Regions from separate parts of the Bactrocera dorsalis genome. Here region 1 is linked to region 2. The links are chromatin contacts, called in public Hi-C maps. All regions are on one chromosome and are shown on one strand. The core of a region is the stretch at or near the end of the contact, and the rest is flanking DNA. Distances in the headings are between cores, read along the strand shown. Region 1 holds the start of LOC105224774 (ephexin-1). Region 2 overlaps LOC105224774 (ephexin-1).

Region 1 (6,839 bases), core at 4,170-6,669, 63 kb before region 2:
TTACCCATAAACTCCGTAAAATGGATAACCAGACCCTCCTAGATGAGCAAAGCGTTTTTAGCGTACTACAAATTACGTAGATAACTTAAGATATCTCAAACTTTGTCTGGCTGTAGCATATAGTTTTTGTAAACTTTATTATTTTACACGATATTCTCACAAAGTTTGGCTGCGATTATTACTGAAAGCAACGCTACAATCTCGGAACATATTGTTCAGATCGTACCACCACTATATGATTTAATATAGTCATTCAAACTGAAATATCAAGATTAAGATAAATATCTTTTACAGCCTTTTATTCTATAAACTATACACCTGTTGTGAATGGTATTACAGTTTCAGTGCAGTCGAACTTAACGTTTCTTCTTGTTTTGAATTTTTTGATTGTAAAGCTTTCTTGCAGTTTTCCCTCTAGGTCACTCTAAGCCTTAACTGGATTTATAGTTATTAAATTTTAATGTCTCTAAAACTGTTACCCTTGAGATGAATTTCATAGATGTGGCGTATTTTTTTGAACATAAACCACACTTAAAAACGTTATAAGCAAGAATTATTACCGTTAAAAGTATGATATCTACCCAACATACATTTCCCAATTCAACAATAAAGCTTAATGATTACTGCAATAAATTAAGGTTTTCCCACGCTCTAGAAAGCAGCTTAGTTAAGATTAAAATAGTATTTTGAACAAAAGAAAACTACATTTATTGTCATAAAATGTGTGAGGTTGATTACTTTGCATCTCATTAAAGTACAAAATAGGTTCGAGTATGCCTGCGATGAAAGGAAAGAATATTTTAATGTTTGTTTTAAGTTTTATTTGTCACCTATGTAAATCTAAATATATTGTGATGAATCTACTTTAAAGTACTAAATAATTAGACAGAATCCCAAAGAATTTCCAAAACTCTAGAGTTTAATTGAAAAAAATAATATAGTATGTGTAGTTATAAAAAAATTGTGTGGGGTAAACTAAAGAATTATTATTAGTATACTAAGCATAGTTAAGAAATTATTATATTTGATTTATAGAATGAATTAATCGAATTTTTTGTATTATTGTTCTCATGTGAACCGTATTCCAGAGAGAACGTTCTGCATTAACTGAAAAAATGGCCTCAGAAAGGGAAAGGTCTGGGCTATAAGGCGTGTCACTATGGTCGGAAATTTCATTTCGTTGGCCAAAAGTCAAAATGTTTGCAGTCCCGAAATATGTTGTTGTTTCTGAAATCTAGTAGTCAACGCTCCAAAACAACCAAAAATGAATTTTGTTGTTGTAATATGCAATGCACCTTTATTCGGTGAGTCATCGAAGTTGAATTTGTTTGCTTCATTTGTAAACATAATTGCGTTCGGTGTTTTATAGTGCTTACTTCAATTGCTTGTTAAAGCTGAAAACAAAGCGTGTTAAATAAAAGTTTAAATGGAACACGAAGGTGATGGTAAGTTTATTAATTTTGTAAAATATAATACTCAAAAGTTGGATACTCTAAAAAATAAAATAACTTTTTCCAAAAGTCTTTAACATTTTGGAATTTATTTTACTTTTTAAGTTTGAGTAAGCTTAACACATTTTGTTTAGGAGTGTTAAGCATAAGATTAAAAACCAAAATTACTTTGAAGTGTTTAGTTTTTGAAAATGTTTATCTCGATTTGCGGTTTTTGAGTAAATTTTTTTTTCAGTCGTCATTTGTTTACAGAATTCAGCAGTTTTTGATATTTGGTTGACCAAGCAGAAGAAAGGAAAAAATAAGGACGCACTAATAAATTATTTTATACAAAAATGTGGGAGCCGATAAACATTTCAGATGAATGCTATAAGTATTTAACAAAAAAAAACACGCATGCTTACAATAATTTGGGTCTGCAAAGTGGGAAAAGTATCATAGAGATTAGATGATTTTAAAATTAAATATTCTGGCTGCTTTGTTCAGAAACTGTAATAAACAGGCAAATAAAATTTAGAAAAACGCTTTCCCACAAAGACTCAATGCACAGTAGAACTAAGCCCAGATGAAAAAATTGGTAATCACTAACTGACGACGCTCTCGCAACTTAAGTACTCTGAGAAATCTAAACGAAGTAAGAGAAGACCTCTCGATATCAGAACACAATGAAACAAATCTGTTAGTTCAAGCAGCATCAATTTCGGCTCGAAAAGAAGGACAAGTAGATTTGGCAGTTGTTTTCAAGACCATCCAAGATTAGGAAGCTATATGTCGATGATGTAAAAGCACCTATTGTAATGTCTGATGAGGAAGCGTTAGCATTTCTTCTCGAAAACAATTTTTCGAAGAGCCAATACTGTTCCATCCGAACTTCTAGCAAGGAACGTAATGCTAATATTTATCCACCCTATGATAATATATTAGCAATAAAAAGTAAGTGCAGACCCGATGGTGTACTTGTAGATGACAAATGTGCAAAGGTTCCTTTACAAATGCTTTTAAACCATACGGCTAAAAGAATTATAGATATGCAAAAGGAAGTATTTGCGACATTACGGGTAACTTCATATCAACGGAAATGATATTTAGCTCCGGTTTTGACAGCAGCTTTGGTCAATCTCAATATTAGCAATCTTTCCTTGATCAAAGTACATCACGAAATGCTGATGCATGTCTTTTGGCCACAACAGTGATTCCCTTGAGACTCTTGAGTAGCGCGGGAGCCCCCATTTGGAATAATTGTTTTCCGCAGTCCACAAGATTTTAGAGAATACACGAGTGAAACTAAGGAAGTGATAACAAGAGAAGCTGCTGACTTAAATAAACAAATTCAAGAGCATGAAAACTTACGTGTTGAAATCGAAGCTGGTAAGATAATCGAAATAACGTTCAGAGTGTTTTTAACTGTTATAGATGGAAAAGTTTTGAATGTTTTAACCGTTACAAAATCAAATCAAAAATGTCAAATATGCCATGGAACCCAAACTGACTTTGTTAAAGTCAAAGATTATAACAGCGTAAAATTTCATCCTATCGATGGAAATCTAAAGTACGGAATTAGTCCACTGCACTCCTGGATTAGATTTTTTGAGTTCGTACTACATTTAGGGTACAAGATGGAAGTAAAGAAATGGCAAATTATATTAATATGTTTATCTAGTCAATTTTCCCTAAATTTGGATAAATTTGAAGAGTATTGCTTTCAAACTGGTCAATTATATCAAAGCGTGTGTGGCAAAACTTCCCTGCCGCTGTTTCCTAAATGGTTTTTAACCGGTCTTGCAACATGAGGCCGAGCTTCACTCGCATTAGTTTGATGAATTGTTGTCGGTATCGCTTTTAGAAACTCTTAATACAACGGGTACTTCTGACCCCACCAAATACGATGGTTTATCTTTGTATCTAGGATATTCGGCTTTGCTATTGATTGGAGCAACCCTCCGAGGTTTCACATATGATTTTTTACATTTACGGTTGTCGTAGTGGAACCATTTTTCAACGTCTCATGGTTTTAATTCCTATAGCACCTAATTTTCTTGATTTAAATGTGCTGGAATGGCTGCCTGAGTCACTCCCAAATATCCTGTGAGCTCTTCTTGGGTTTGACAACAATTTTCGTCGTAATGCTTCTCTTTAACTTCAAACTTTTATGTCCGCCTAGGGCTGCCTCTAAATTTACAGATTTCTCTCCCCTTTTAGATTACCAATTATAAACAAAGTATTTCTTACTTAGAAATGTAGGAAGACCGATTCGTTTCGTGGTTGCATCCGAACTGACTCTTCTTTATTTTTTCTCACTTTCATGTCGCCAGTTACAAGTTTAAAAATTACATCAGGGTTGCTTATTCGAGTAACATTAAAATAAGGTATGATACAAATTCAAAAGTACAACAGGATGGCTTATTCAAGTAACATGAAAATAAGGTAACAATACAACATAATACAGTAATCACATTTACATTGCTACAGAAATAAGATCTTTGGTCAGTTATAGCTCAGGGTGTACGCAAACTACAATACTCGATTTGGCGGCATTCGTAGCAACTCGGACTGACAAAGCCAAATTTTGTTCAGCGATATAGCCCATTTCTGGCTAAATGGGTATAAAAATAAGCAAAATTGCCGCAGAGCTACCTGAAGTGATTCAAGAGACCATATGAGACGTAACCGCGGCTCACATTTAAAAGAGATAATCCTCAAAAAATATAAAAGCAGAAATGTTCTTTCGAATGATAATAAACATTTCCCATTAAATTTGAAGTTTCTGTATTTTTTTCTTTGAAAAAGTAGGAAACCTCGAAATGAATGGATTTAGAATTAATTAAGATCTATGTTCAGTCATTCAAAGACAAGAGATAAAAGAATAACATAGCCTAGATTGCTCCACTTTACAAAAGTGAAGCAATCGAAAAAAGTTGGGGCATTTACCCTGATTTATACTCGATTTTTAATCTTAGTAGGTTCATCCTAATCTAAATAGTACTTTCTTCTACAGGTAGGTGCGGAAGCGTTAATTTAAAGCAATACTATAATCACGACTAAGTGAAATTGAAGACCGGACTCAAAAGTGTGAAACTTTCTTTATAGGCATGCGTATTTGAAGAAAAAATTACCGCACCTTCGATACTGTGAACAATTGTTTGATAGCACAACTTAAATCTACTTACTACTACTAGGCGTCATATTTTTTGTACAAATACTATATACTTTCTTTGAATCAGATAAAAAAGTCTCATTTTGGAATAAACAATTCACCGGATGAGAGCTTTTTTACCATTGTTAACTTCTTTAAGTTCAAATTTTTTCAATTCTTATGGAACTTTTGCTCAAAGCGATTAATATGATTTTAATGGTGAGCGCATGTGAGCTCAACAAATGCGTGTGAGCGTATGAATTCGTAGGGTATGTATGTCGACTTGTTAACGTTTTCTGTTGATTATTACTTTTTCACGATACAGCAAACAGCACGCCGCGCTCGACAATCACTCAAAACGGCGCGCCGATGAAGTTGAACGCATTGTTAGCGTCATCGGCGCCGCCGTCTTAATCACCAACACCAAGCGCTCGCAATAAGAATGAGTGGCTATCGAGCGGCCAAACGCTGCCTCGTCTATTCACCGAACGCAATGGCAAGCGCGATCAGACTCAAGTCCACAACAACAATCGGGTGAAATATAATAACATTTCCAGCGCTAAGCGAAAACAATGAAGCTTCTCAAGCAACGCGGTCGCTGTCGTCTCCATCGTCTCATGGTTGTTGGTATTGCAAGCGTTGGTGTTGTTGCTGATAGAGTTTCTTTTGTTTGTGTATTTGCAATCGTCATTAACATTGCGAACGAACGTCGGTTGCCTTAACAGCGCGGAGCGTAGGCAAAAGGCATATAGGACAAACGGCGGTGAGCGGTGAATGGCGCGGCGTTTGCGTCGCCGTTGTGTACTTTCAGTTACAGTTTTCTTACGGATCGCACTTCAGTCTTGCAACGGACGGCGAACAGCGCACGAAACGGCGCGCTTATCGAGTAGCCGCGCGTTAATTCTGTTTATCTTACGGATTCATACTGATTTTGAAGCAAAATTGTGTATTTTCATGAATTATTGGTGCGTTTTAATTGCGAATTGGAAAATAAGTGATCGCATTAACATTGCAATTGTTGCAATTAATTGTGTTGTATTATTGATGAGCGTTGATTGAAAAGTGAACGTGAAAGTGTTTTTGTTTTTGTGTATGTGTGTAAGAAGTCACTGCGCGCGCGAGTGCGTTGCATTGACGACCGCGAAACTGGTTGATCCATAGCGCGCCGTGCCGGATTGGTTGAGCGCAGGCGCGCGGTGCTGTTAATCGTCAACCGTCAAGTGGCAACGGCAGCATCAACCAACGAAATCAGTGTGGCTGCCAACGCGCGTTACTCAGCCGATCTTTACTTTCATCTTTGATATTTGCCACAATGTACTACTTATATTCAAGCATACATACATACATAAGTACATCTGTGGTTTAATGAATGAAGAAAAATTTTGAAAATAAAAAAGTGAAAAATAATTTAAAAAGATTGTGCAGAGTTGAAGTGCTGAGTGAAGTTTGTGACGAGATTACTATCACTGATCCGCCTGCCATGTCGCCACTTACCTACTTTTGTGCATAAAAAAAAAACAAACAATAAATTGAAAACCGGTGACAGTAACTGTCACTTTCAATGCGTCTGCGGCAATATTAATCTGCCGTTTAGTTCATCATGTGTTTACACATGTAAATATGTATGTCTGCAATAGAAAAGTCAAAAGCGTTTTGATTGCGCAAAAATACCTGTTCGGGAAGTTTTGTCCGTCTTTGCATGAACCAAAAGTGTCCACATAATTTTTTCATAAAATATTCGCAGCAGCCAAAATTGCGGTTCGCAGCAATTGCTGGACCGGAAGGCAGAATTCGTACATTAATATATTCATACATACATACTTTTAAAAAAGTGTAACTTCAGTTTCTTCAGTCTGTGAGATTTGCGTACGCTTCTGCAAGTTCAATAAAGTTTCCCTATACTTTCCTACAAGAAACAAGTGCTACTGATGTTTTAAGTAATAATTGTGCTGAAAACCGCACTATGTTAAATTGTGTTTTTTTTCACAGAAATTTGCCTTAATAATTGTGTTTGTGTGTGTATAGTTTTCAAAGTTAGTTTTTGTGTAATTGAATTGACGTAATTGACGTAGCGAGTAAGCAGCTCAGTTCTTTGTATTTTGCTGTGATTTATTTGCCGTTGCCTGTAATAGGAAATCAATTATTCACAATGTAAGTATACAAAGAAAATAAACACTATATATACCACATAGATATTTGCACTTATCGTCTATTGAATAATTTTCGAATTTTTCAAATTTCCTATACCCTCAGTG
Region 2 (6,787 bases), core at 2,766-5,265:
AGTCCATACAGGGAGTCGTGCCAAGTCATTATCGCCACAGACACCGACGCCGACGAACGCGGCGGCGGAACGCGACGTAACACTACGCGAATTTCGTGGCGTCCAAAGTTTGCGACACTTGTGGAATAAACGCATTAGCGCTAGTGAGGACGCAACGCGACGACAAAACTCACTAAGTGACAGCAAAGCGAACAAATTAACAAAATCCATTGGCTGTTTAGTGAACGCAGCCAAACCGACAGCGGAGTCTGCTGCGAGTGCTGACGAAGGCATTGGATTGAGCCAAAAACGCGCGCACAGCCTACACGATTGCACGCAGGTTGGCGTTGATAGTGAAGCTGAAGCGCTAACAGTAGCGACGCACGAGTCCGAACTACACTATTTACATCGGGAGAAGGACAACTTTTATAAGTACAAAACGGCCGAGCAAGCAGCAAAACATTTGACGCGCGAGGCGCGCATGCGTATCAAGAGTGCGCGCCGCGTCACCGCTGGCATCGTAAGCAGTGAGACGCGCGACGACGATGCGCACTTTCCAGCAGTGCAGGCGAGTGACCGCGGCGAGCGCATACATTGGCTAAAAAGGCAAGACATGGTAAAGAAGCGTCGTGAAAATTCAGAAATGGCAACTGTAAATAGCCATATTAGCCATGAAAAAGCCACAACGTTATCAAGTGACGCAATTGTTATCGGTGAAAGAGCAAACACCGCAACGCGCGTCACAACAACAAATGATATGGAGCCAACAACGCCAACCACCCCGCTCGAATGGCGCGAACACCCTGCCGAGTCTTCCGATACCGATACGCTTGCTGCCAACAGTTCACCTCGTCTTTCAGCCAGTCGTAAGCGGTACGCGCAACGTGAAACAGCGAGTACGTCGGTGGCGAAACGCAGTAGCAGCGATTCGAATAAATCAGGCTCGCTTACGTTATCAACGTCGGGTTCGGTAACTAGTGGCGCGACTATAGGGGGGCGCAGCGCGCGTCGTACCGCCTCCTCTTCATCGTCCTCAGCATCCGCGCGAAAATACAGTTTTAAAACACACACGCGCACATATCATGCGCCTCGCAAGATGAGTCAACGCGATAGCTTCAATAATGGCAGCGGCAGTGGTAGTGCGGTCACTTTGGTGCCGGGGGGTGGCAATATAGTTGCCAAGCTGACACAACAATTCAATGAAATGATACAAAAAGATAAGAAGCTGCTGGAAGAAGTGAAGCGCAAGAACGGTGTGCTCATGTCACGCGGCGGACATGTCTACAAAGTGGTGCAGAATCCTAACGCCACACTGGACAGTAACAAACGTATTTTGCCCAGCACAGCGCGGAGTGCACGCGAATCAGAAGGGTCTCCTTCACGACCTTCAACTGTGCAGCGAAACATAATGAAATTCGAAGGTAATCCCGAGGCCGCTAAGCCTGTGGTGCCAGCGAAAAGTGCGCATGTGCTACAAAAGCTGCGCGAACTCAACAGAGCACAACAGTATAGTCTGAATAACAATGGCGGTAGTGTCGGTGTACCAAAGAACTTTAAGCTTCATGTCACCCCCACAACAACAAATGAGTTGCAGCTGAAACTCGAAATGAAGAAAGCGCAATTATCGCTGCCACTCTCGCCGCCATTAGAAGTTGTAACTGAAGAGTCGAAAACACCGCTAGAAGCATATGAAAAATCGAACTGGAACAGCCCGTTGGGCATGTCACAGTTAAACGTGCCAAGCGCAAAAAATGTAGAAAGCACGTACGCGCCATACAATAACAGTAACAACGGCAACATTGATGACGCAAAAACATATAACGAAGTCGAACAGCGACAAGGCGATAATCTACAGCAAAACGTTAACAGTACGAATGCATTTGTTGAATGTCTGGATGGCCTCAGTAGCAGCACTGCACCAGAGATGAGAATATCCAAAAGTAATGATGAAAGAACCGATGCGAACACACTTGCAGCTAGCAATAAAGACATTGCTGTGGAATGCAATACGATTTGCATTAAGGCGACGACGGCAGAGGACGCAATTGAACCCGTTGCAATTGATGCAATAACGGAGGCCACCATAAAAGCTGAGCTTAGCATTCCCACGACTGACGCGACACTGAAAACGCCATTAGCTGCCGTTGGTAGCAGCAAAGCAACTGTCACAATTACAACACCAACGTCGAGCGAGAAGCCAACAACGGCGGAGATAATACAAACGCCGACCAACGCATCGCATGATGACCAACTCGACGCCGTCAATGATGAGAAGGCAAAGCAACGCAAACATAAATACGCGAAAATTTATGAAAAGTTCCGTTTTAGGTCACCATTTGTTGGCGGTCATAGTAACAAGAAACTGTCTTCGAAGCAGCCGACATCGCCGACTGCAATGACTGAAGAAATTCAGCGACCAGTTACTGAGTTAGCTGAAGACGCAGCATTAACTATAGAAACAACAACGACTACCACAATAGAGACTGATGAGATCAAGACGGACAATAATACTTTAAATCCCGTTAATGCAGGCACACTGACCCCTGAACCAGAATCGAAGTTACTCGATGCACTCGAAATCATCGATCACAAATTAAAAGATCTCGCAATCGAACAAAACGATGAGAACGCTGCCGCTGTTGTACTCTCGCCGGAGGATGACTTTGAAAAACGTGTGCTGCCGAATAACTCCTTCATATTTCAAGCGAGCACCAAACAAGTGGCCAATAATAAACTGATTGTAGCTCAGGCTGTCAATGTGTCACTTGTAAACAGTATTGAGGGCGAACAACTGATGACGGAGCAAAAGGCACTGCTGCGTCAGCAATGCGATTACAGCGAAGTGGTACGTCCATTAAGTGTGCAACCCGTTTTGGTGGAACTTGAAACTGTTAAAACGGCAGAAGAAGCAGGAGCTTCGACAGAGCCCATGTACGAACCCATTGCTGGACACAGTGATACTACAAAGACTGAAAAAAACTTAACGATAACGACCAATCCACTACCACAATGCACCGTTATGTATACACCACCAAAATCCTTCATTTATAACAGTTTAGCGGCAGCACAAGAAAAGAAAACGCAAGAAATAAACGAAGACTTGGTAGAAAAACTCACCGAGCCACTAGTAGAAAGTAGTGAGCTCTTCGAGGACATTTACCAAACTGTAGACGAAGCTAAAGCCACAACTACACCCATAGTGACTGAGGCCACAAATGCCGCACTCTTGGCTGACTACGAATCGATAGCGGGTTCCGCCGAACAAACAACGCAGTTAACGCAAGCGATTGCCACGGCAATAGCGAGTAACAGCAAACCCTTATACGACGGATATGAAATCTGTGAACCACCGCCGGACATACCAACTGCACTTTCTACGGCTGCTATGCCTTTAAACGATAGCACTTCCAGCAATACAGGCGGCAAGCTTATGCAACAAATCTTCACGAACGTAGGCAACGTGCGTAATACCAACGACGAACTGCCGGAGCTGCCGAAACCGAAGCGTCGTCTGCCCAAATCGCCAATGCCAGGAAAGCGTTCGCCAAAGTCAGCAAGCAAGAACACAGTGACCCTTCGCGAAAACAGTAAAACGCTTAACAGCAGATCGGGTTGTAGCAAGAGCAGCAGTAATAGCACAATCCCTGCAATGGACGATCATGACGACGAGCATCATTACTATGCAGATGATGAGAACATCTATGACACCATTAAGGGTTCGCACTGTTACGAATCGGTGCACACTGCTGACAATGCAACGCAAAAATCCAACAACCCTACAACAAAATGTGTTAGTGATAACATTTCTCTCACCTCTAATTGCTACGAGAGCATCGCTCATTACCGTCGCATTAGTAACGGTACTGTCGTCGGCCATTTGACGGGCAGTAGTAGTGGTTCGACGCTTACCATTTCATCAGATCACAAAACGAATAGTTTATACGAGATGTCTGTGACGGCCAGCATGATCTATGGCACGGGTAGTCTGGGCTCCAGGCAGTCGTCGACGGCGGAAAAATCAAGTGCAAGCATTTCCGGGCGCATCGGTGGTGTTAATAATAATGGTAGTGATGAGAGTAGTGATGGTCACGCTGGTACCAAAAACTATACTCAGTCGCATTGTGGCGCAATAAGTGACAACAGTGATGAATGGGTGGATATATCGGATCCTGAGGCGGAGGGTGCAGAGCAAGTTGCGAAGCCGCAATTTATTGTGTAAGTATTTAAAAATTTGGTTCTTTTTTCTAAAACTCTTTATAAACATATATTTAATGTCATATGCAGATTTTTTGCTGATGAATGTGTCTCAAATCAGTAATTATTGTTGATGAATTGTTGTGTTTTCCCGAAAGCCAAAATTAAATTAGCCAATAGCTAATTTTCTTGTGTCTAATGAGGTACCCTTCTTATCTTATCTCTCATTGTTTATGTTTGTTGTGCATATATTTATATATACTATATACACAGACTATATATGCTTGTATGAGCGGTATGGGGAAACCGCAAAGTTCGAGTATACTACCCATAAATATATATATCTCCATATTCGCTTTTGTAAACTCCGACTCGCTATCGTTCTTCGTCCGCTACACCTCCTGCATTTATTCGTAATCACTAATAATAATTCTTAATCATTTTCTGATAAGGCTTTTTCTTATCAAATCAACGAGTGTGGTAGTACCTGCAGCTAAAGATTCTTTGTGTATAGTTAAATGTTATAAATAAGTAGTGCAAGGTTGTATTCAGTTAACATTTGTTTTGTATTTTGTTTGCGAAATTGCATTTAGATGTCTGTATGTATATACCATATACCTCACAAATAACCAGCCTAGAACTCTTTAACATACTCCTAAATTTTCAATGTAATCTTCGGTCAGCCGTTTTCTCAACTCAACGCTTTCAGTTAGGCCACTTGAATTATTATTCTATGTAATTAGTCAGATTGTTTCAACCGCTTTAATTCTATATTTACAGTATATTTATTGTACATATAAGATGATATTTTTTCCGTCCGCTGTTTGTATCTCCTTCAATTAATCGAGTTAGTTAAAAATTTATGTACTACTGTGGGCAAAAAATAGTAAAGGCTTGTCCATAATTTTAAAATTCTTAATTTATGTTTCAAAATATAATGTATGTATGTCGTCTACCTCAAAGTAATCCCCTTTGGCCGCAATGCACTTGTTCAAACGTTTTTTCCAATCCTCGAAACAGTTGTTGAAGTCTATTTCCGGAATAGCCTTTAATGCGCGTAGCGATTTGTCTTTAATTGACTCAAAATGGTTTCCCCGGAGCGGTCGTTTGAGTTTGTTGAACAGTCAGAACTCATAAGGGGCAACTGTAGTTGCGGCACAATATTGTTTGAAAAGTTGGCGAAAAACTCATGAAAAATCAATGCTGTATGCGGCGGTGCATTATCTTGGTATAAAAACCAATAGTTGTCGGCCCATAATTTCGGCCTTGTTTTAAGAGTAGCTTCGCGCAAACGACGCATTACACTCAAATAAATGCCAACATAACCCTGATTTCTGACTGGGGTTTTTCAGCTGTCTGTTTCCGGGGCGTAGGCATAGATCCAAGACTTATCGCCAATAATAATACGTTTCATGACATCCTGGTAGTCGGAAAGCATTGTTCAAAAAAATTAATTGATTTTGGAACCAATCGTGCTTTTACTTTGATGCAAATGTTCTCTTAAAATACAGTATAGTTTTTACCGATTCTTCCGACATTTTAACGACGACAGCAAGATCTTTGATTGTTAAGCGTAATTTCTCAAGCACCAATTTTTTGTATTTTATTGATATGTTGATCTTCAGTTGATGTTGATGGCCACCCTGGATCTGGTTCGTCGTCAACGCGTTCTCGAACCTCTTTGAATAATTTGTTTGCTTACGACAAACGACTACCAGCGAAGGTTTCTTCCAACATACTTCGCTTCAGTGCCAGATATTTGATTGGTAAACTGGAATTTCTTTGTTGAATAATTTCACTCATCGTAAAAATCGCCGAATGCACTTTATTTACTTCAGAAAGACAATCGTATACTAAATACAAATTATTTTTTTGATGTGAAATTTGGCACATACATATATCACTGATAGTAATACCAAAATAAAATAAAAAATTTCCACGAAATTTAAATTAAAAAGTCTTACTATATTTTGCCCACAGCTTCAGTTTCGACTCTTATATAGTCATTGCCGCTTCTTTCTTTTAAATTCTTCTAAGGTGAACATTGTTTGAAGTTCTGAGGAGATGTAAATACCGCAGGTATCCTATGAGGCGATTGTGGTGAAACTGTTAGAAATTCCATATCTAATTCATGCAATCTCTTTCATTGAAACACCACCTTCTTTGCCTTTGTTTGACGGTTGATGTCAGCAGAGTATCCTAAGTCTAACACGATGTTTGTAATGCTCAAAAGAAAACTCCGGAGACCGTACAAAGTATGTTTATACAATGAAATTCTCCATCACGGACATTCCTCACTTTCGGCCATCTCCCATAACTGGACAAATTTAATGAACACAACGGTTTCGTTCTTATTTTCATACAAATGCAATTCCTGGACATAATTACGGACACTATTTTGAAAATATTTCGTTCAAATTATCTCAACAAGTTTAATGTGTATATCTGCTAATCCACTTTAGCTATAACAACCAAATCTGTTGAGTATAAATCGAGTAGGAACTCCTACCGACAGTCTAAAAATAGATGAAATCGGAGGATAGCCCCTTATAACTTCTTCTTCTTTACTGGCGTAGACACCGCTTACGCGATTATAGCCGAGTCAACAACAGCG

What was found. Hi-C and Micro-C count contacts between places; a contact is called where the count stands out from the background.
Region 1: a Hi-C map of whole body shows a contact between it and region 2, with 5 times the contacts expected there. The contact joins the promoter of LOC105224774 here to the enhancer-like site in region 2. A contact is called at or near these places in 2 of 2 Hi-C or Micro-C datasets (both in whole body).

The regions. Positions count from the first base shown.
Region 1 is chr5:31,347,336-31,354,174 of ASM2337382v1, reverse strand. LOC105224774 (ephexin-1) reads left to right here and starts at 5,419. Exons shown (of 9, transcript XM_049458275.1): 1 at 5,419-6,735.
Region 2 is chr5:31,282,814-31,289,600 of ASM2337382v1, reverse strand. LOC105224774 (ephexin-1) reads left to right here. Exons shown (of 9, transcript XM_049458275.1): 2 at 1-4,194. Among protein-coding and RNA genes, the nearest start is that of LOC105224773, 44 kb to the right of the region's middle. Within about 2 kb of position 4,015, the one cell type or tissue checked has open chromatin away from gene starts, as enhancers often do.